Regions from separate parts of the Hordeum vulgare genome. Here all the other regions are linked to region 2. The links are chromatin contacts, called in public Hi-C maps. All regions are on one chromosome and are shown on one strand. Each heading gives the region's core, a stretch centred on a gene start, on an enhancer-like site or on the middle of the called end of the contact. The rest is flanking DNA. Distances are from core to core; before and after follow the strand shown.

Evidence for each region. A called contact is a pair of places that touch in the nucleus more often than the background predicts.
Region 1: a contact with region 2 is called in a Hi-C map of leaf, with 7 times the contacts expected there. The contact joins two enhancer-like sites. A contact is called at or near these places in 2 of 6 Hi-C or Micro-C datasets (leaf and seedling).
Region 3: a contact with region 2 is called in a Hi-C map of leaf, with 2.4 times the contacts expected there. The contact joins the promoter of LOC123407245 here to the enhancer-like site in region 2. A contact is called at or near these places in 2 of 6 Hi-C or Micro-C datasets (leaf and seedling).
Region 4: a Hi-C map of leaf shows a contact between it and region 2, with 4 times the contacts expected there. The contact joins two enhancer-like sites. A contact is called at or near these places in 2 of 6 Hi-C or Micro-C datasets (both in leaf).

Annotation. Positions count from the first base shown.
Region 1 is chr7H:87,078,867-87,084,275 of MorexV3_pseudomolecules_assembly, reverse strand. No RefSeq gene overlaps it. Among protein-coding and RNA genes, the nearest start is that of LOC123407245, 26 kb to the left of the region's middle. Within about 2 kb of position 3,900, at least 1 of the 3 cell types and tissues checked has open chromatin away from gene starts, as enhancers often do. A contact at or near this core is called in leaf, where this site is marked.
Region 2 is chr7H:86,656,413-86,662,378 of MorexV3_pseudomolecules_assembly, reverse strand. No RefSeq gene overlaps it. Among protein-coding and RNA genes, the nearest start is that of LOC123407892, 31 kb to the right of the region's middle. Within about 2 kb of position 1,973, at least 1 of the 3 cell types and tissues checked has open chromatin away from gene starts, as enhancers often do. A contact at or near this core is called in leaf, where this site is marked.
Region 3 is chr7H:87,105,141-87,111,012 of MorexV3_pseudomolecules_assembly, reverse strand. LOC123407245 (protein CELLULOSE SYNTHASE INTERACTIVE 1) reads left to right here and starts at 3,189. Exons shown (of 8, transcript XM_045100336.1): 1 at 3,189-3,405; 2 at 3,798-3,939; 3 at 5,232-5,287. The coding sequence starts at 3,874.
Region 4 is chr7H:87,010,303-87,015,915 of MorexV3_pseudomolecules_assembly, reverse strand. No RefSeq gene overlaps it. Among protein-coding and RNA genes, the nearest start is that of LOC123407836, 16 kb to the right of the region's middle. Within about 2 kb of position 3,700, at least 2 of the 3 cell types and tissues checked have open chromatin away from gene starts, as enhancers often do. A contact at or near this core is called in leaf, where this site is marked.

The sequences.
Region 1 (5,409 bases), core at 2,651-5,150, 420 kb before region 2:
AAGTTTGCAAGCATTGAATTCACTAGTATCTAAATGAATGTTGACAAGTCACTACAAAATTATAAACACAGTGCCACTTGCACTGCTAGAATACGTATAGATTGATGTAGAAGGATATGGAAGCACTGCATATTTTTACGTTTCGAGTTGTACATGGATGAATGTACGCATGTGCATGCAGGGCTGGCAATCGTGCTATCATGGATATAGGAGACACAGTTCACATGCCTTGACGCGTCAGAGTGGCTTGTGTTGTAGACTGTGGGTGACCTACACAGTCAGTTAGTGATTTATAAAAAATTGCCATTGCTTTACGTAGGAAGTAGGCGAATAATCATGTGTCTTTTCAACAAAAGAAAAGTGTTTGAAGGACGACACTTGTAACTGCAAGTATCTTGTCCCTTGAAATAAGAGAAAGGGCAGCCTATCTGTGGAAAGAAATGGACAGAACATTTGGGTAGTTGGAATCCTTTTTTAAAATGCTGGTACTTAGAATCCTGTCCTTTTCAGGTATTAAAGCTCTGAGCTAATTAGCAACACAGAAACTTGCCAAATATGGCCTCTAATGACATCCCAGTAGAGGATCCACATGGGTCACATCCAAATTAAGACTACATTTGTTGGTGCAAATTTCAGCAGAAGTTTGCCCTATAACAAAGAGAGATGCTATAGAGTTAGATCATCTACAACCGGACTTAGCAAATTCGCCCCCCTATACTCCCGCGGGCGTGTCCGCGGAGAGCGCCCGCCGGCCCCTCATATGTTGCATCACACATCCACGTACTTCAAGTGCAATCCTCAAATCCATACAATCCATGCACGTCGATCATCCGATACAAATTGTTCGAATTCAGTAGATCAAAACAAAAGCAAATGAAATCATAGTTCAACTAACCGGACATGTCAAAATGAAATCAATGTCCGAGTGACAAGGGGCGCTTGTCTGATCATTGGCTGAACGTGTTCATCCATGCATCATGCTCGTCCAGCTTGTCCTGCTTCGCCTGCATCCGGGCTGCATCCTGGCCACCTGCATCCTGGCCGCCTGATGAGCTGCCACAGCTGCCCTCGCCGCCTCGAACGTCCTACGGCTGTTGATATCTTTATTGTTCTCCACAAGTCATCTCTTGGCATGCTCATCCAAGACGGATTTGTCCGCCAACATGATCTTCACATCCTCCGCGCCATGTGCGAGTTGCAAGCTTTCCTTCTGGAGCTCAGTCTCTCCAAATGTCTTGGCCTTCTGGAGTTCCCATTTGATGGCCGCCTCTTGCTTCTCCAACTCGATCTTCTCCCTCTCAATTCCAAGCCTCCTCTCTGCTCTCATCTCGTTCGAGTCCATCCTCTCCTTTTGCGCATCCAACATGAGCTTGTATCTCTCCTCTTTCTTGTTCTCCCTTGCCTTCTCCCACTTGTTTCCCATGACTTGTCGGTTATCCTTTGGCACGGTAGCTGTTCTATTGGTGACGACAACCTCATCGTCCAACCCAATGGATTGGTGAGAGCTTGAACCATCATCCATCTTCTTGCTGGCTTTGAGATCGCCACAACTTGTATACACTTTGGCTTGCCATTCAATAAGAGCCAACAATGGCTAAAATCAAATGGCTTCTTCTCGACCTTGTGTTACAAAGTGGCCGCCACCACCATCTAGCATATGAGCACAAGAAACATGCATATGAGCACAAGAAGCATATTAAAATGACAATAAGATGAGGCAATTGAGCTTACATGAGTTGCCACTTCCATCCCACTTTGAGGCCGTTTGGTCACTTGTGAGTAGTAGCCGACATACTTTTTCCCTTCTCCTTGAATCACCGCCATCAATGTTGGAGACATGCCACATTGCGAATGGTCACGATAGGATGTGGCTCCACATACTCCTTTCGTTCATGATAGTCCTTCCAAATCTTCTTCCAATACGTGTTTCCCTTTCGCTTGGTGCCGCTTATTGGATCCAATGATGTGTTCAACCAAGATTTGACCAACAAGATGTCTGCAAATTTTGAGAAAGCCAGACCTCTTGCCTTAGCTGTCTTGCTCTTCTTCTTCTTCTTGCTCGGATTGGAATCGGATGTTGCCCCAACTACAAATGCGGTGGTGTCCTCCAATTCAGAATCCATTTCGACAGGATCTTCATTGTCATTGATCATGCTTACCTAGTATGCCGCCTAGATGATGTTGGTTTGCAAGCATTCAACATGTGCGACGCTTGCTCCGTGCTCCCGTGCGGCCGTGCTGGGCCGCACCGGGGCAGCCCCTTCCGGCCTTCTCGAGGCCTCCTCCATGCGAATCTTCTCCCTGCCGTCGCTCCTATTGGGGCGTCACCGGGCAAAGCCCGTGTGGCGTGGCAGCGGCAGTAGATCTCCTTGGCCATAGATCGGATCGAGGCGACGACATTCCACACCGGTCATTCAATGGATGTGCCTCAGGGAGACATCGACTAGGATATGCAACGTGCAATGGCAGACGGTCAAGGTCAGTGGGTGGTGGCGGCGGTGGACGCGCCCGATCTAGGCCCAGATCAGTCCAGACCGTTAGCCACCGAGATCATTATACCGGCTGCATCTCAATGTCTCCGACGTTTTCTCGAGCTAGTCCTGCAGCACGAGGAAGCCAGAGGCTCCGACCCCGGCTGTGGCGGTGGTGGCCTCCTCCTTCCCCGGAGGTGGTCGACCGACTGGTTGTGGTGGATCCCTAGATCCTGCGGCTAGTCCCAGCGGCAATTTAGGGAGGCGTGGTTGCCGGTGAAAACCGAACTTCGACTACTGTCATGGCAGGTGATGGCAGCGTCTACATGTCGTTACTTTGTTGAAGGCATCACAATTGCAACCACCTTCTACTCACTCGTGCTGCTTCGGGGAGAAACCCTAGATCTGGGTATTTTGGAACAGATGATGATGACGCTCTTGGTGTCGATCTCTCTCATGAGTGAATTGTTTTGGAGAAGCTACTGGTCGAAGGACGCAAATAATAGAGCGGTGTACATCTACCGCGTCGATGACGCTGAGTCTCGGCGGCATGGTGCAATAGAGTCTCGGTGACGGCTGTGAGATGATGGACCCGTGTAGGGCGGGGGCGTTGTCTGGTGTTGTGGTGACTCGATGACAGGCATGCCAAGGTCAATTCGTCATTATCTACTCTGAAGATGGATCAGTGCAAGACGATGTCGACGACCTCTATAGCGGGTGTATGCAGTTCCCACTGAGAGCGGGTCACATGGGTGTGTGTCAGACCTGGCATTACGGCTTGGTTGAGGTCTTCGGCTTTAGATGTTAGGCTTTCGTGTGAAGTCTGGGTATATGGCTGAGACAATCTGCATCCGTTCATCAAGTGGATAAGAGTAGCAAGAAATGTTGTGAAGATGGTGGGTTCAGACTTATTGATGTATTACTTTATAAGATCTCGATGAATAATTAATAAAATAGTTGCATGCATCATCTAGATGCAAAGACCGAGAGTCATCCTCCTTTTCGAAAAAAGAAAAAAAATCATATACAAACTAGTGATCTATGCAAAACATTGAACATTTAATCGGACAGGAGCGAACAAAACGTACTCGGTCTTATTCAATCATTTCGTCGAAGATTTGAAATGCAGCCCGGGCGGTGGCGATGCCCGTGCTCATCCGCCCACGAATGAGCAACGGCGCATCACCAAAGAGATATGATACGGTACTAGATACTTCTACACATTGCAAATACTCAATGTTGAGATGATGTCCACGTCCAAAATACTTAATGCGGCCACTTGCGAGCTGCAAGTGGACGACCAGGACCTTGAGCTGAGCAAACAACAACGAAACACACATTATTTCTTTCCCCGTCACGTATAGCTATCTTCCACCCGTTGGCACTCCATATTTGTTACTCCTCCCGTTGCCAGGCGCTGGCCCTAGCATGCGCACGTGACCGACGCCCTCCAGCCCGTTGGCCGGCTGGTCGTAGTCCGCCACTATCATGCCGTCCTTCGTCCGTATTCATGACACGATGAAGACGATGCGGGAGTCATGGAGAATGCGACTCGGTTAAGACTTATAGAGTGTGAGCAAATTGTAACCCACAATTAGATGCACGCCATTCATGTTTAACTTTCGGACACTCTTCCCATACCTATCACTCCTATCCAATGGTTAGGCTGTCGAGATAGCAAGCCAGAAAGTGAAATAGAAGAACAACAAACCTAGCATTGTCGCTTACTTCTTCAACTCTTGAAAAGTGACATCTCAAATATACGTTGGTAGGAAAGTGAGAATGTGTAAATATGTAGGCAGTAGCTGAACTTGAGAATCTCTACAATGAAGGTGAGAGATTGCATGACATGAAGAGCAAAGATTACGTATGATATTAGGTGACGAGGGTTATTCTTTACAGAAAAGATAACGTCCATACGTATGAGCGTTTGCAAACCGTTCACATGCATAAATCTGCGTTCGTTTGTGGTTTACACTAATCTTGACATTTTTTAACAGTTTTTTGTGCCACGTAGGAAGGGGCTGGTGTGTGGGTGTTAAGGAGTTCGCCCACACGCCTGTTCGCGCACGGCCACACACAACTGCCAACCCGATGTGTGGTGGAACTGACGCCGCGCTCATACGCCCGCATGCCTGTTAGCTGCCATGTCTTCCCAATGTTACATGACAACTGAGTGGAATTGCCGTGTCCGCATGCCTGACAATTGCCATGTCTTTCATAGTGTTACATGACAACTGAGTGGAACTGTGTGTCCGCATGCGTGTGAGTTGTCATATCTTTCCCATGACAACTAAGTGGAACTGCCGTGTCCGCATGCCTGTCAGTTGCCATGTCTTTTCAGTGTTATATAGCAACTGAGTGAAAGTGGCCGTGCCCGCATACATGTGAGTTGCCATGTCTTTTCAATATTACATATGGCAACTAAGTGAAACTGGCCATGCCCACATGCCTGTCAGTTGTTATGTCTTTCCAGTGTTACATGACAACTGAGTGAAACTGTCATGCGGGGGCATGCAGGACAGCGAGGTGGCAGCATGACGAATGTGCGGACGCAAGGGCAGGAGGCCGGACATGTGGACGTTAGCTGTTTTGCTCACACGCACGCGTATGGTCTGTTTTCCTTACACATCACACGAGACGTGTGGGCAACCCCTTAACCCCCACACGTTAGGACCCATTCTTTATAGGTTAAAAATATGAATAATTTAAGGCTACAACTTTTACTTATATTGAGAACTAGCTTCATTTTTCACGGAAGTGTACATGCATGTTGTAAGGGGAAGATGATTTAATTCTGCTCCGTGTCTCCCTCCAGTGACGTGCATAGCACAAATTGACAAGATAAAACGACCACCTACAACAGCATGTGATAAGACCGACAATCACCTAAAATGTGTAAGGCTGGACATGGCCCGACTCGATCCTGATTCGGTCT
Region 2 (5,966 bases), core at 724-3,223:
GTGTCCGTGATCGAAGCCAGTAGTCGCGTTGAGCGCTCCCCAAAAACCTTATCGCCCTTCTCCCGTACGTGACTCGAAGAGACGTAGTTTCGGAGGCCTGCTGTCCCGACCTATGGTGCACGCGGCAAGACGGGATGGGGAAGAACGTAGCAGCAGCACACAGAAAGGAACCGGTGGCGAGAGGGAAGTTCTAATGCGTCTTCTCTGAAGAGGAGCGACCTATCTTTTATAGGCGCAGGAGAAGGAGGCGAGAGACCAGCGACGGGAGCCGAAGAGAGCGAGGGATACGAAGCGAACGGACGGCAACGTTCGGCTCGGCTCGGCTCATTCCCGCAACCTGCGGCGCGTCGTGACGAGGCGAGGCGAGGCGGACGGCGGAGGAGGAGGAGCGCGCGTGTATGTCTCTCTTGTTCTCAAGCTCATACATGTGTGAAAACATCCTCCCTTATAAGGAGGTCCAACTCCCACTAAACTAGCAATGTGGGACTAAACATTTCCACCTCTTGCCTTGCACAAATGGGTTGTGTGGGCCTCCAGAATTTATTAGGAATTTTCTGAAATTATATATTGGGCTGGCCCATAAGTAGACAAAATTCCAGCATGGGCTGGGTCCCGTGCCCGACACCATTTCGGTGGGCAGACGTCATCGACGATGAAGTTGAGGAGGGCGGGTTGGTCGAAGCCCCGGCCTTCCTCGCGCCGTCGGTATTTGGGGAGTTTTTGGCAATGGTGTAGTCGAGTGCGAGGTGGGTGACGGGATGAGTTGCGTTCACCGGTGATGGTTGTAGGCCAGCCTTCCCCGTGCTACACGGCTTGCTGCCCTCGTGGCGGGAGATTCGCGCGTGAAATAGGAGCTCCCTATTCAACACCTATGCACCAGTAAGCACAATGATGCATAGTTCGGGCGCGAGGGCCTTTAAAGTGTTCATGGATTAAAAATAATAATGAATTGGAGAAAAATATCAAAAAAAATCATGGCCCCGTAAAGTGTTCACTCCTTGCGGTTGCTTCTCGATGACCAGTCTTGTTATGGTTTTTATCATTTGTATTTTCCCGTGGTTTATTGTTTTTGGAAACAAAATATCATTCTTCTTCAACTCATTTTTCTAAAAGTAGGTAAAATAAAATTATGTTCATGGATTTAAAAGAACATGAATCAGAAAGATATCACAAATTCAAATATACACATATTTTTTGAGAAAAACTATGAATTCAAAAGGTTCACCAATTCAAAAAATCAGATACTTTGTAAAAAATCACAAACTAAAAAATGTCCTTTAATTTAAAAAATATTAAAAAAATCACCAAATGTTTTAAACAATGAAAAAAATCCCAAGAATGAGAAAATACATTCAAAAAAGTAAATTGAAGAAATAAAACACTGAACAAAGAACATAAGAAAAGCCGGTTAAAAGCTTATAGAAGTCACAAATTCGGCAAACACTATTTAGCACCACAGGCGCCGGTTACACGCAAAGTTTGCTAACCGGCGCCTACAGCGCTCCGCAATGGGCCGGCCTATCTAGTGATCCTGTCTGTGTTTTAGTCCGTGAACTTTTTTCCAATTGATGAATTGTTTTAAAATCGGTGAACTTTTTTGAAAATGGATGAACTTTTTTGAAAATCAGTGAACATATTTTAAATTCGTGAACTTTTTTCGTAATCAATGAACTATTTTTTTAAAAATGATGTAATTTTTTTTTAATACCGATGAACTTTTTGGAAAATCTATGATTTTCTTTCCAAATTATGTGAACTTTTTAAAAATTCACGAACACATTACAAAAATCGGTGAACTTTCTTTCATAATCATTGGACTTTTTCATAAGTCGATTTAAAAAAAATATGAACTTTTTTTCAATTTTTTAATGACCAACGCATTTTATATGGGTGAACCCACGAGGAGGAGCGCTGTAGGCGCATGTTTCCCTAACCGGTGCTGAAATCGCCACATAGGAGGTCACCACAAATTTGGCTGGAAGCTTCCAAAACCGAAAACATATTCATGCGTTATTGGACCAGTCCATTATTATCCTAGCGATCGATCGGTGTGCGCCATGTAGAAAAAAATCCCTGTCTCCAGCGCTATAAGCGCTGAATAAGGCTGATCCGTTAGGGCTTGTTCGGTTAATCCTATCAAAGAGGGGATTGGAGAGGTTTGAAGGGGATTGAGGTGGAATTTAATTTGTAGGGGATTTAAACTCTTCCAATCCCCTCCAAAACCCTTCAATTCTAAAAGAACCAAACAAGGCCTTAGGAAGACTAGTGGTAAGCGAACCGCGAGCGGAACCTCTCCCATCGGGAGCTACTAATGGAGGGGCACTTGTTTGAAAGCCTTTCAAGGTTAGATTATTTTGGATAGATTGAAAGGGTTTTATTTGGTGCGCTCTCAAAGTGTACCGCGTGTCACACTTGGGATGTTTCCTTCGTATTTCATTTTTATAATTTTTCAATATGTGTTTCTGATTTATTTATTTTGGGTTTCTTAGGTTTTTGGTTTTGGGTATCTTAGGCTTTTTGGTTTTCCAACGGTTTCTCCTAGGATTTGAAACAAAACATGAAAAGAATGGGCGAAAATGAATTTTCTTTGCGAAAGTCGTGGATTTGCTTTTCGTGAAGGCACGAATTGATTTCACGAGACACAGAGACGTGCCTTCCGAAAAAGGAAAAAATGTGTTTTCTTTCTTTCATGAAATAACGGATTTGTTTCTCGTGAAGGCACGGTTGTACCTCTTAGAAAGAAAAAAACATATAGTTTTTCTTACATAATGGGCACAGATTTGCTTCTCGTGAAGGAACAAATTCGATTCCACTAGAGGCACGGTCATGCCTCTCGCAAAAAGGAAAAAAGTGTGTGTTTTTCTTTCATAAGACGCACGGATTTGCTTCTCGTGGGGGCATGAATTTGCTTCTGCGAGAGGCACGGTCATGCCTCTTGAAAAGGAGGCAAACGTGCTTCTTGTTCGGGATTTTTCGTGTGATTTAAAAAAACATTGAAATCTATCAACATGGTATCTAGTTTTGAACATCTTGACACGATAAATCTAACAATGAAAACATTTCAATATTTGGACGTACTGTTTGAGAGATAAAATGTTTTGAACAAATAAAAAAGGGAAAACTTGTAGGTTGCGACAAGTTGCGCACATGCAGTGTGACACGTGTCACAAGCGGGATGATAAGGGTATGTATAATAGTTGATAAGATAGTCTTATCTTAAGTCTTGTGTGTAATTTAGAGATGACAAAAAATATCTTACAATGGATCATCTCTTAGCCTTATCTTCAGTAACTATCTATTCCTAAAAACATGATAAAACATACTCCCTCCGTTTTAAAATATAAGTCTTTTTAGAGATTCCACTTGGAACTACATACGGAGCAAAACAAGTGAATCTGTACTCTAAAGTATGTCTATATACATTTGAAATAGTCCGTAGTGGAATATCTAAAAAGACTTATATTTAGGAAAGGGGGAAGTATTATGTTAAGAGATCATCTCTTGTCTTCTTTTAAATAAATAAGACAAACATTTTCTTATAAATTCTCTCTCCTTCACTTCATCATTTATTTTACGTGGCATTCCTAAGATAGCAACATTTTACATGTTTTTACAAAGATTGCTCCTTAACTATTGATTTTACCTCCCACCAGCTTCTCGCTTTGTTTGTCTGGTTCGACCCATTCATCTCGTTTTCGGTTTTGGGAAGGTTCTAGAAGTTTCTCAAACAATTTTTTATTTTTTCATGTTTTTTCTCCTATTCATTTTCGTTTTTCTTTTCCTTCTTCTTGTAATAGTTTTTTTTCTTTTCCATTCTGTTCATTTCTGTTTCATTTTTTCCTTCTTCTTTTCCAGTTTGAATTCCTTTTATAAAATTTAAAAGTATTTGAAATAGTGAAAAAAAATTGAATTCACCAACATATTTTTGATATCCATAACTTTTTCGAATTCATACTGTTTTTATAAATTCGTGTACACTTTTCAAAATGATGAACATATTTTTAATTTGTGGTACAAATTAGTGAATTTGTTTTGAATTCCGAAATATTTTTTTGAAATTTCATTTTTGTAATGCATGAACGCTTCTTTATAAATTTCTGTACATTTTTAAATTAAAGATAAAAATAAATGATTTTCTTTAATTTACGAAAATGTTTTTGAAATAGTGAATCTTTTTAAATTCATGAACATTTTAATTGAATTATTGGGTTTTCTTGACATGCTATTTTGTTTGAAACTCATGAACATTTTGTGCATTTGATGACATTTTTGTAATTTGGGAACAATTTTTGAAATTCATGACTTTCTTTGAATCCATGAACATTTTTTTAATCCATGTACATTGACAATTCATGAACATTTTTTGAAGCAGTTATTTTTTAAAAAATTTGGGACCATTTCTTAAAGTTGCAAACATTTTTTGATTTTTGGTGAACATTTTTAAAAGATCCATGCACATTCTATTCAATTTGCAAAAAATAATCATATCATTATGATTTTTTGAATTCATGATTTTTTTTTCCGAACATCTATTTTGAACATCGTGAACATTTTTTCCGAATCTTGGACTTTTTCAAATTCTGAATATTTTAATAGTCGTAAACATATTTTGTGGATTCACAAACATCATATGATTTTGTACATTTTTATTCAAATTCGAATCATCTTTAAAAATTAGGAACGTTTTGAAATCCTGAATTATTTGTTAAAAAATGAAAAAAGGGGCAGGCTAACCGACACATGGGACGGGCCAAAGACTCCTTGTCTTTCTAGTTCGGTGCACATGTTTTCCTCTTGGCCGCGAGCTTTTCCCCCTAGTGTCCAGACCTAGGGTTTCGCAGAGCTTCCGGCGTCGGCGCCACAATTTACATACCTCCAAAGGATCGTCGTAACCTTGTTAGGTGCAGCGATCGATCGGGGGCGATGGACGAAGGAGACACATCCTGCACTAGCCGTGGAAAATAAACACCGGAGGAGCTCTTGGCTAGGTTAAATTTATAGGAGGAAGAGGATGACGATTTCATTTGGGAGGAGGAGGTGATGGAGGAAGGATCACCCGCGAAGTGGCTCACAATTGTTCGGGTATATAACTGAGAACTTTTAGTCCTAATGCTCTTTACGCCGACATGAGAAGCACATGGAATCCGACAAGGACAATGGTGTGGCGGAAGGTTAAGGAAAATTTGTTTACTACACAATTCTCGTGCCTTGGGGACTGGAACAAAGCAATGGTTGAAGGCCCTTGGCTCCTCAGGGTCAGTGTGTTGGGGAACGTCACATGGGAAACAAAAAATTTCCTACGCGCACGAAGACCTATCATGGTGATGTCCATCTAGGAGAGGGGATGTGAGATCTACGTACCCTTGTAGACCATACAGCAGAAACGTTAGTGAACGCAGTTGATGTAGTGGAACGTCCTCACGTCCCTCGATCCGTCCCGCGAACCATCCCGCGATCAGTCCCACGATCTAGTGCCGAACGGACGGCACCTCCGCGTTCAGCACACGTACAGCTCGACGATGATCTCGGCCTTCTTGATTCAGCAAGAGAGACGGAGAGGTAGAAGAGTTCTCCGGCAGCGTGACGGCGCTCCGGAGGTTGGTAATGATCTTGTCTCGGCAGGGCTCCGCCAGAGCTCCGCAGAAACGCGATCTAGAGGAAAAACCGTGGAGGTATGTGGTCGGGCTGCCGTGGAAAAGTCGTCTCAAATCAGCCCTAAAACCTCCGTATATATAGGTGGGAGAGGGGGAGCCTTGCCTTGGGGCTCAAGGAGCCCCAAGGGGGTCGGCCGAGCCAAGGGGGGAAGGTCTCCCCCCCCCAAACCGAGTCCTACTTGGTTTGGTGGGAGGAGTCCTTCTTTCCTTTCCCACCTCCTCCTCTTTTTTTTCTCTTTGATTTTCTTCCTATGGCGCATAGGGCCTTCTTCGGCTGTCCCACCAGCCCACTAAGGGCTGGTGTGCCACCCC
Region 3 (5,872 bases), core at 1,940-4,439, 450 kb before region 2:
TGGGTTTAAGGAGTTTATATGATGACCAAGATGGTATTCAAGGTATTATCCAAAGAATGGTCATAGAGACAGAAGGTTGATCAAGATCTCAGACAAAGAGTAAATCAAGATGATCAACACACAAAGCATACAAGATGTACCGAGAGGGATCAAGTGATCCCATGGTTTGGTAAGCATTGTCCATTACGTGTTTGTGTACTAACCCATGGTCTTCGTGAGAGTTCTATGTGGGGTTAGGTGTGTCTCCATGGGCCTGCGTCTAGAGGAAGATCTCATACAACCCATGAAGGATGACGTCAAGTGGTGATCGTCATCAAGATTGCGGTGTGCAAGTTCAAGTGGATCAACACGAAGATATCATGCTTGAAGCCTGCCGTCCATTGTGGTGGCAATGGACTTGTGAAGATATACTGAAGAGCGGCTCACCCATGTTGTGTATGGGGGAGCAATCAACTAGTCTTCATCAAGCCAACGCAATCAAGAAGGTGGTCCATCTTGAGGAAACCAAGATCATCGTCATCTAGCTCAAGAGGACGAGGTGCAAGGTACAGGTTTGCCCTTGATAGGTTTTCTGTTTTAGGATAGATTGCCGTTCTGTCAAGGGGGGCTCTCAAGTGAGTAGCTCGATCGTATCGTTCGTTGAGAGCTCAAACCATTTCCATCCTTGCATCATACTTCTTGGTTCTTATTTGGTGTTTCTCTTTGTGAGTTTTAGAGCTTATGGTCATCTTCATGACAAGCTCGAGTTCATCGAAAACGGAGTCCATATGCATCTACTATGATGTTTTCGATGTTGGAGTTTTTGTCGGTTCTTCATTCATAGAGGTCTCACATCTCTATATCATTGGCATTTTCACATCTGTTTGGATAGCTCTTGTCGTCCTGAATCCAACAAGCTTGGGTTTGCTCGATTCGGAGCTCGTATGCGAAAGTTATGGCTGTTTCAGTGGCGAGCGGTAGTACCGCTCCAGTCCTAGCGGTAGTACGCCAGGGGCAGCGGTAGTACCGCTCCGGGTGGGCGGTAGTACCGCTTCGGGACAGTAGTACCTCTCTCTGAGCGGTTGCTCTCCGTCGGACTTTTTGCGAAGACTTTCTCTAGAGGTAGTAGAGCCAGGGTCTAGCGGTAGTACCGCCACGGCTAGCGGTAGTACCGCTAGGGGCTGTACGTGTGCTGAACGCGGAGGTGCCGTCCGTTCGGCGCTAGATCGGAACGGATCGTTGGACGACGGTGATTTGAATCACGAACCTGTACCACTACATCAACCGCGTTTCTTAACGCTTCCCGCTTAGAGATCTACAAGGGTACGTAGATCTAATCTCCTCTCGTAGATGGACATCACCATGATAGGTTTTCGTGTGCGTAGATTTTTTTGTTTCCCATGCAACGTTCTCCAACATTAAGTGCATTGAACCGACTATATTTTGCTTGTTTCTTTCGTCTTATTTTTGGATCCAACTATTTTATGGATAACATTTCAAGCCAGACTATTAAGAAAAAAAAAGTACATACATCATACTTCCTCTTTTTCGGTTTATAGGGCTCAAATCTAAAATCTCATCAGGTGAGTTGTGAGTGGATGACACTAGTTTTAACTAGTCACTGAAATATTTTTCACATATTCAATTTTCGAGGCAATAAATGTAGCATCCTCCTCATTGAACTTGCATGATGGATATAGAAAACGATGAATGCATGACCACTCATTTCCTTTCTCTAAACTCTATGAATTAAATATGACATGTGACTCAAAACACTTTAACTCAATTAGACTCAAAATGAGCCTAATAAAATGGAAAACTGAATTTTTTGAGATGAGCCGTATAAACCGGAAAGGAGGGAGTAGTTCCTTAACCTTAACTGAGTTATTTGTGTGGACTTGTCACGTTCTTATGAGGGCGTCTGCACAATTTAGTGTTTTGTTTCGCAAATCAGAACGTAATTAAATAAGCTCCCGTACACCAAACCAAGACTAGTACACCCAGCACACAGTCCGACACATTTCCTATTTTCTTGGGTCAAACGGGATTTTATATTGTACTCCCTCCGTCCGAAAATACTTGTCTTAGAAATGGATATAATTGATGTATCTATAACTAAAATAAATCTAGATACATTTATCTCTAGGACAAGTATTTCCGGACGAAGGGAGTATATCAGAAACCAGAAACCCAAAAGATTCCTCAATGGAATTACACCCCAATGTCACATGTATATATAACAGAGCTTATTACCAACGACATGTTTCATACTCCCTCCGTACCTAAATATAAGTCTTTTAAGATATTTTACTAGGTGTCTACATACGGAACACAATGAATGAATCTATACTCTAAAGTGTGTCTATATACATCTGTATGTAGTACATTAGTTGAATCTCTAGAAAGACTTATATTTAGGAACGGAGGAAGTACATATTCACGTAAAACTATATCTAACGCCCAATTCGCAGAAAATATTGAGGTTTTATAGGAACAGAAACGGGCGTCACAAATGAACGGAAGAAAACAGGCGCGGTGACGTAAATTAATCAGCTTGTGCAACATGTTCTTCCGAAGGAAGAAGGCCGGTACGAAAACACCCTCCACTCGTTTTACAGCTATGCACAAGTTGGCGGATACCTCTCCCTCCTATCCTACCTGTTGATTTTCTGGCTCCGCAAGACAAAAACCCCTCCAGCCCATGCAGACTGGCGCTAATCAACAAACACCGCACCTCTACCAGCCTACAATCCATTGTTTAGTCCAATCGATATCGCCTACTAAACTAGAATAATCATGATGTTGCACACACATCCTTTAGAATCTAAACATCTTGCGCAATGCCCTTTGCTACCCCCCCAAAAAATTAAAATACCGAGGTCACACTGAGCAAAGGTTACCTACCCATCATCATCTGGCTAAAATTATACGTACTTATATATGTTTTTTTCGTATGATGCCTACTGAATGTGAAAACAAAAACTTCCATTTCACAATTCATGAATGTGGAAAGGAAAAAACAAAAAACTCGTCTAGTTTTGCAAATACGAGAAACGGGAAGGGTGTTGACGCAAGAGCGCCAGTACGAAGCTCCAAGCAGAGTTGCTCCGCACTGCCACTGTCGGCGGTAGGTCGCTGCCGCGCTGGGAAGAGGAGGCTCGCTCACTCACTCACTGGGAGGTGGAGGCTATATAAATTGCGGCTCCCTTTTAGGCCCCCCATAATTAGCGTTAATAATAAAAGTTTCCGCGCCAGGGAGGGAAAAAGATCGAGAGCGTAACAGACGCCTCTCTCTCGGCTGTGCGTGCATGGGCGGCGCCCCCCTCCCCACTGGATCTGCACTGCCGGCGTAGCAAACTGGGAGGCGGGCGGCCGAGCGAGCTCCCGGAGATTCCTCGCAGAAATCTCGCGCCGGTTCCATGAGAGGTTCGCCCCATCTTCCGATTCTCCTTTGCTTTTTTCCCCCCCTTCCCTTCCGCGGCGATTCCGGCTGCGGCGTGCTGCTCCAGTCGAGCTCGAGCTCCGGGGGGGATTGCGCGCGATCTAGCTTGCCGCGCGACGAATTCGCGGGGCAATTAGCGCCCAATGAGGCGATTCGCGGGGGCTGGTGTGGGAAGTTGGGAGTGTCGGTGATCCGCTCGGCAGCGGCGGCGGCAGCTGCCGCGCCCGTCCGCGCCTAGATCCGGGGCCGCGCGCCGGCGGTCAGCTGCGCCCGACGCAAAATCCGGCCGTAGCTCGGCGCCGGAATGCGATTTCTCTTCACTGCGTGGATCTGACGCAGCTGTTTTTCCTTTTTCCACTTTTACTGTCGGTTTCAGGTTGAGAGCTCGGAGGCAGTGAGGAAGAAGCGGGTAGCCTGATCTGCCCGGCTCCAGGGGGTCACGCACGGCTAAGATGGCGGCGGCACTGGCGTGGAGGTTCAACGGAACCAACGGCGGCAGCCACGGCGGCGCAGATCTGGTAGGTGCCCCTCTCGCTACTACTGGACGTCGTGGTTCTGAGCTACTGTAGTAGACAGTGGCAGGCAGCCCGTCGCTTTCCGAGTTTTTCTTCAACTGCAATCTTCGGTTCCGTGATTAAATACTACTCCTACTAGTAAAGTAGCGGGATAAGGATACTCTTTGAGAGTGAGATCGGTTGTCACTTGTCAGCCTACCTGATACAAGCCTATCCTGGGTTTCGTATCGGTCGAATTTCGTGCTCTGGGGTTCTAGTTGAGATGCAGTTTTACTTACTAGCCTTTCAACTAGGCCTATCGACTTTTACTGTGGTGTGTGGACATAACGTAGTTTTCAGTATCTGTATCTTTGGATCGAGGGGCTAGGAAGCTGTTACTCTCTTTTGGCAGGAGTGGCAATACCATTCTTGGCAGAACATGGCCTGAATAAATCCATATGCTCGTGTTTGGCATTTATAAGCATTCGAAAGCTTTGTTGTGAGATAGGCATGTAGCTATTTTGGATTAAACGAAAGTGTGGAAAAGTTAAACTGATTGAATTGACTGCATTTTTGTTGCTGCATCTTTGCATAGTATTCATGTACTGAATCTCAGGTTCATTTTTGTATGGACGAATACAACCTTTTTTAGTTCTTCATCTCCGTGGATTTCCATGACTTCCATCTTAGCCTTCTGCATATAAAGTCATGTCATGTAAGTAATTTGACTAACTATAATCTAGAGAAATTATTCTGGAACTTCGAAGTCATGCCATAGAAAACTCTGTTATGCTTCCGTGGAATTAGAGGGAGTCCTGAGAAAGTGCTTGTCATGAAACTTCAATGGTGTTGTTATCACTACATATTTCTACAGTGATTTCATAGGCATCTTTGAAACACCTTTGTCATAATTCTTGTATAGTTCTTTTTGTATTACCCGTAACCATGTGATTTCCGTCAATTAGATACATACTCTTGAGACTTCATGTACTAGAGAACAGTGATTTATCACACTGCAAGAATGATGATTGTTTTCAGTCTTGCTTGCACTTTGAGGGAGAATATGGGATTGATCTGACAACATGATCATCATTTTGAACACCCGACCTATGTTTTGGAGTCATTACATTGTATTCACCGTTGTAATTCTGTACATTTTATTGTAATGATTGTTTCATGTTCAAAAGCCTTCATTTGAATCTAGTGCTTATGGTGTTCAACACTTTGTGCAATGCAATGCTATCAGCTCATGTAAAGTTCAAAAAAGTATGTCTTGGATTCTTTAATGCTAATCACTCTTGCTTCGCTATCAACAGGATAAAGTTCAAGATTCAGAGCCACCAACTCCTGTCTCGGTCATGAGAATGGGCAAGTAAGTTGTGATTCTTTCTTGGTTTGTACCTTGTAGTGCAAAATGCTCATAGTCGTGTATAGCATGATTGATGAAATGTGATTTACCACAAAAACATTTCCACTACTCTTACCTTCTCTTATTGTTTTTCTGCTTGATATGTCTGTTGCATCTCTTGGACTTTTCTTTCATATAACATCATGCAATACAACAACTGTAAAGTCGTCAAAAGGTGATCTTAGAATTTCTGAATATCAAATGGGAAAAAGAAAATGTCCATTTTGTCAACTTAAGGGATATTTTTTTAGAAGTGACTTATATGTCAACCAAACTAGTAAAGAAATGGTAATGAGTAATCTATATAATGACTACCCTGCACCTCAACAAATTTCTGCTCCAAATAAAGGGACCCCTAGATAAAAGTTTTTTGATGCCCTGGTTTAACATTACTTGGATGTGTAAGAAATTATGAAAGCAACAAGAGTCAAAACCTACACCTACATTTAGATAGGCAATTGCATTGGTTATTCGAGTTACAGTATTACAATTGTAATAAGGTGCTATTGTAGATTTAAATAGGTCCTGCAATTTTAGCTTCAAAGGCAG
Region 4 (5,613 bases), core at 2,451-4,950, 350 kb before region 2:
GTATATGGTTGAATTGTTTTTTATGTTTATGGTGGAGCAGGTCTTATTAGATCTTTTAGTTGCAAGAAAGCGGGCATCATTGGCGTGTAGCATCGACAGTTGTAAGTGCGTGTACATGTTTCTGTAGATGTTGCAACTATATAATAAAATGTGGCGTACAGCCTTGACAGTTGACGATGTGTGCTTTGTTTTTAGTCAAGAGATGTATGGTGTAAGCGACTTTACATGGGATACTACGAGGTCAACTTGTGCTTGTTACTACATGAGTAGTTACTGATTTAGCTTAAAATCCAAGCAAAATGCCAGCTGCACGCGTGGTTCCCTGGCATGAGACAAATATAACTAAGCAAACGAGTTGACCAAAAGTTTAATTATTCACCCAGAATAGTGAAGGCCGGCTAGGTTCAGAGCAAATATTCTTATTTCTTTAAGGTCTCGAGACTACCTGACCAAGAGGTAAATATTTGCAATTTGCTACAAACTCACCGTCAGATGTAGGCATATTGTATGATACAATCCATTCGGCAGTTCAAGTCTCATTCACCAAAATATTCCAAGTTTGTGAGCTTTGGATTCACGGGTATCTAATGTATGTAGACTGGTCACCAAATAATTATAAACACGATGCCACTTGCACTAGTAGAATACGTATACCTCATCACATCGATGTAGAAGCGCATAAATATGAAAGTATATTTTTATGTTTTGATATGTACATGCATGAACGTACACATGTGCAGAGCTGGCAATTGTGCTATCTTGGATCTCGGATACACAGTTCACGCCTTAACGCGTTAGTGTGACCTACACAGTCAGTTTGTGTTTTATAAAATTTGCTATTGCTTTACGTAGGAAGTAGGTGAACAATAAGGAAAAAAAGAAAGAAAGAATCAAGAACAGTATCCTGCCTCTTGAAATAAGAGAAAGGGCAGCCCATTTTTGGAAAGAAATGGACAGAACATTTGGGTAGTTAGAATCCTTTTTGAAAATGCTGGTAGTTAGAATCCTGTCCTTTTCAGGTATTAAAGCCCTGATCTAACAAGCAACAGAGAAACTTACCGAATAGGGCCTGCGATGATACATCTCAATAGAGGATCCACATGGGTCACATCCAAATTAAGACTATATATATGTTGGTGCAAATTTGGGTACATCACTGCATCATGATATAACAAGCAACAGAGAAGTCTGCCCTATAGCAAAGAGAGGTGCTATAGAGTTATACTGCAACCATTAACCATGAGTGAACAAAGATATAAATAAACCACATGCTAACATTGTGACATGTAGACAAATCAAGTACATGAATACATCACTAGCAAGTTAGATTAAGAACTAGCTTGGACCAAAAATGACTCTTTACAAGTCGGCAGGGAATACTCATACGTCGAGTGCCTGGAACTATCGGTGGCATCACCAAAGAGATATGATACGATACTACATACTTCTATACGTTGCAATGCTTTTTTTCCTCCAAATAATACGTTACAATACTTAATGCAGACTATGAGATGATGTACACATTGCAATAATTTATGCAGCCACTTGCAAGCTGCAAGTGGAAGACCGGGACCTTGAGCAAGCAACAACCAACACACAATATTTCTTTCCCCGTCACGTATAGCTATGTTCCACCCGTTGCCACTCCATCCCGTTGCCGGGCGTAGGCCCTATCGTTCAGGTGATGTAAACCTAGGAAAAATGCCTTGAACTAGAAGCCAACAAATGTTTGGAATTGTTTATGTGTATTTACATCAAGTTGTGATCGAGCAGTGGGATCTTGATTCGGGACGATTGATAGAAATATATTGGTTCGCGGGATAAATCGTGGACGCGTCATGGTGCAATATATATAGATGACAGGAGTATATTTCATGAGCTCTTTTAAGATGCTCCAACAGTCCAACAGTCCAACTTATCACTTAGGTCGTATAAGAGCACCAAACATGAGGTGTGTTTAATTAACTCTTTTCCTTTATACTTTAACCTGTAGCAGGTTGTTCTCTTCCATCGTGCGATCTTCAGGCGAGGAAAATTATCCATCTTCTCTAAATCTTGTAGTCTTTGCTACAGTATTTCAATACATGCATGATTTCACTATCGTATTCGTATGAGTGTGAAAAATTGTGTGTGCGACGGACTGGTCGATATTACTCCCTCCGTTTCTTTTTAGTCTGCATATAAGGTTTGGCCAAAGTCAAGCTTTGTAAAGTTTGACTAAATTTATATTAAAAAATATTAACATTCACAACATGAAATCAATATTATCAGATGCATCACGAGATGTATTTTCATACTATATAATTTTAATATAATAGATATTCATATGTTTTGATATAAATTTGATCAAATTTTATGTTGTTTGACTTTGACCAAATCTTATATGCGGAGTAAAAAAAAAATGAAGGAAGTACTAGTTATGAATTACTATTTCTCTTTCAACGAACTGACTAAGCTTGCATGTTATTGATTTATTTATCATGTCACATTATAATTTTACCGCGTTACAATATTTACTGCATCATGTAGATTTACAAGATTACTACTATTACTATGTCTTTGCTACTCAAATAATGTAGACATGTCATGCCACAAGGTGAATAGCCCAATGTTTTCACATTAAATTGTCATGGTACAGGTTAATCACCTGAACCATCTGCCCTCGCAAAAAAAAGAGAGTGATCTGCGCCGGCGCGCCGGCCGAATCTTTGGGCCGGCCGCATGATCCACCAACCCCGCGCGTCCGCACCGTTGGATTTCCATGCAACATTATTTCCCCGATGCAGCAAAATTTTGATGCGATGCAGTAATTTTTTCAATGGTTGCACCAAAAAACAAAATTTGTAGAAAAAAACGAAGTTGATGGTACGTGGTAGCAAAAGTGAAACGCCGGTTGTAACAAATATTTACATGACGTGTATGCATTTTTTTTAGTGAACGGTTACAGCAAAAAATGATGTCGGTTGTAGCAAAAATTAACACGGTTGTAGCAAAAGTAAAAAACATCGATTGTAACAAAAAATTCGAAGAACTGGAATTGCAACCAAACGTATATACAGTTTTTTTACTAGACAAACGTAGGAAAAAAATAACGCTTGCAGCAAATATGACGCTGGTTGCAACAATTTAAACGAAAAAATGTTGCATGCCCAGTCAGCAGACGCGCGCGGTCGCGCGCAGCCGGCCGAACGGTTCGGCCGGCGCACCGGTCAGAAACGATTCCCAAATCACCTAAACCATCTAAGGAGTAAATCTGTGTCGCGGTGTTTCAGATGGAACAAAACAACCTTCTACGAAATTCATTATGAATCATAGTCTAATATACGCCGTTAAACCATACGACCAACCCAAAGTAAAAAAAAAAATTGAGGGTAACCTAAAGTAATTTGATGTGACGTAGAAGAGCTCAAAGACAACACAGCGATATCGAGACACAACGGTTGAAGAGCCCTCGCCCGCCATCACCCGCACACACGACACGGGTCATCTCTCCAAGCGTTTTTAGTATGGACGAGTGAGCAAAATGTCGACATGGCGTTCTAGATGGCAAAAAACTACTCCCGCCAGCTCAAGCATACAGCGACACTAGACAAGATGCGCGCGCCAGCTTGTCCCGCCACCCACCCACCAACCCGCCGCCCCCGCCACATCGGCGACACGCACACGAACAATATAAAACGGAGCGGCTTCCCCATCCACGGCAGCCGGTGGCAGCCCGCCGGTGTGGTGCCCAGCTCCGGGGGACGGGGGGCACCCGAGCGCGCGCTCCCCCGGATCGAAAACCACATGACATGATACCAACCACAAACACTCCACCGGTGACGTGCGTGAGCCAACAAAGGTGATGGACGACGCTCAAGCTAATTTAACCAAAGCGCATGTACTCCACCAGAGAGTAGCATATATAGCACTCCATTAATTCAGCTAAACTAGTAATCTAATCCAAGTGGCTGCGGCTTACGAGGTGTATGTGCACGGCGCCACCATGGTTAGAAAGGGGCCGAAAATTGAGAGGCCAGCGTCGGACGGAGCATGTCTTGGTCACGTACGTTTCGCGCCCGGATTGGCCTCCTGGTGCCGTCAGAGGGAACAATGTTGTATTTTATCCTTCTGGCTCCGTGTGTGTGTATGTGTAAGAGTGAAAGAGAGTAGCATGGATCTGAAACTACCTTTCTACACCGAGAAGCTTTGTACAGTGAAATAAAAAAATAGAAAACAAATTTAAAAAATTCTGAATTTTTTGTGTGACATACTTTCACAAAGGTATGGTGTGCATGCGGAATTTCATCATGAAATCACATTGATGAAAGTCGTGTCGAAAAAAACAAAATCAGAGCTCCAAAATGCATTTGTAAGTAAAATTTTCATAGCATCAATTTTGTTTTTTACCATGCCTTCCATCAATTTTAAATTAACAAAGCCATCAACCGATCAGGAGTACAAGATCAAGGTCATCAGCAAAGCAACGGCTAAAAGATACAAGGGAGAAATAAGAACAACTTACTACACTACACCTTTTTTTCGAAATGGAGGCTAAGCCCCGGCCTTTGCATCGAGAGATGCATAAAGCCATATATTAAAATTCAAATCAAGTCTCAGACAAGTACATGAAGGGTCTAGCAAAAGGAAAATAGAACGATACAAGTCATCTTTCTTGCCCAAGCCGGAGATGACAAAATATGTAGATAACTAAACACCTATCCTATTAACATGACGTCATCCAAACCGTTTGAAGATACCATGTGCTACCATCTCCCAACGGACACACCCAGTAACCATAGGCTCCCTGGCGTCCACAAGAGTGAGTAATGACCACGTGCGGATCAGTGCGGTAGCCCTGAAGATAACCTGCAGGAAACAACAAACAAAAAATTACAATGAAGAGGAGCTGATTGAGGATAAGCTCCCTACACAAAGGCACTTGAAACGACTACAAAAGAAGCAACGAGGTAATGCAACCGCTAGCAGAGGTCGGGCACATGACTAAAAGCAGAAACTGGAGATGACACAACAAATGCCTTCTCTAACATCGAAGGGGGTCCCTTCCCCTCGTGTAGGCTCCGAAGACGTCGTACCGTGGAAGAGTAGAGACGCTCACCCGAGAGCTAGAGCATTGGTTGGGCTCGAGTCCAGGCCAGCTATGGAACACAACCAACAACATGCCGAAGCACACACAAGCCAGCTGCACCACAGTCACCAAAGGAGATAGATGGAAGAGTGTAAGGCGCCGGGAGAGTCGCCGGAAGGAAGAAGCTGCCGAGCCACGTAGCGAAGATTAGGACCGAGGTGCAAATGAACCAGCAGAAGTTGGCACCAACGACACTGCTCCAGTCGGAAAGAGGAACCTGATCCCCTTCCGCCTAGGCTCGAGGGCGCCGACCCGCCGGGACTGCCAAAACACCACCAGAGAGCAACGCGTGGCTTGGTCTGAAACCTGCACGGAAGACGCTAGAGAGACTCCACAAACGCGAGGCACCCACCTGCAGCTGCTGCACACACCCAAAGCACCAAGCTTCCCCAGACAACGCCTCCAAGGAGAACACGACGCACCAGATGCCGCCGCCGCCCATCACCAGGATTCGAGCTTTCGCCCGGGAAGCAAGGTTGGGGTGT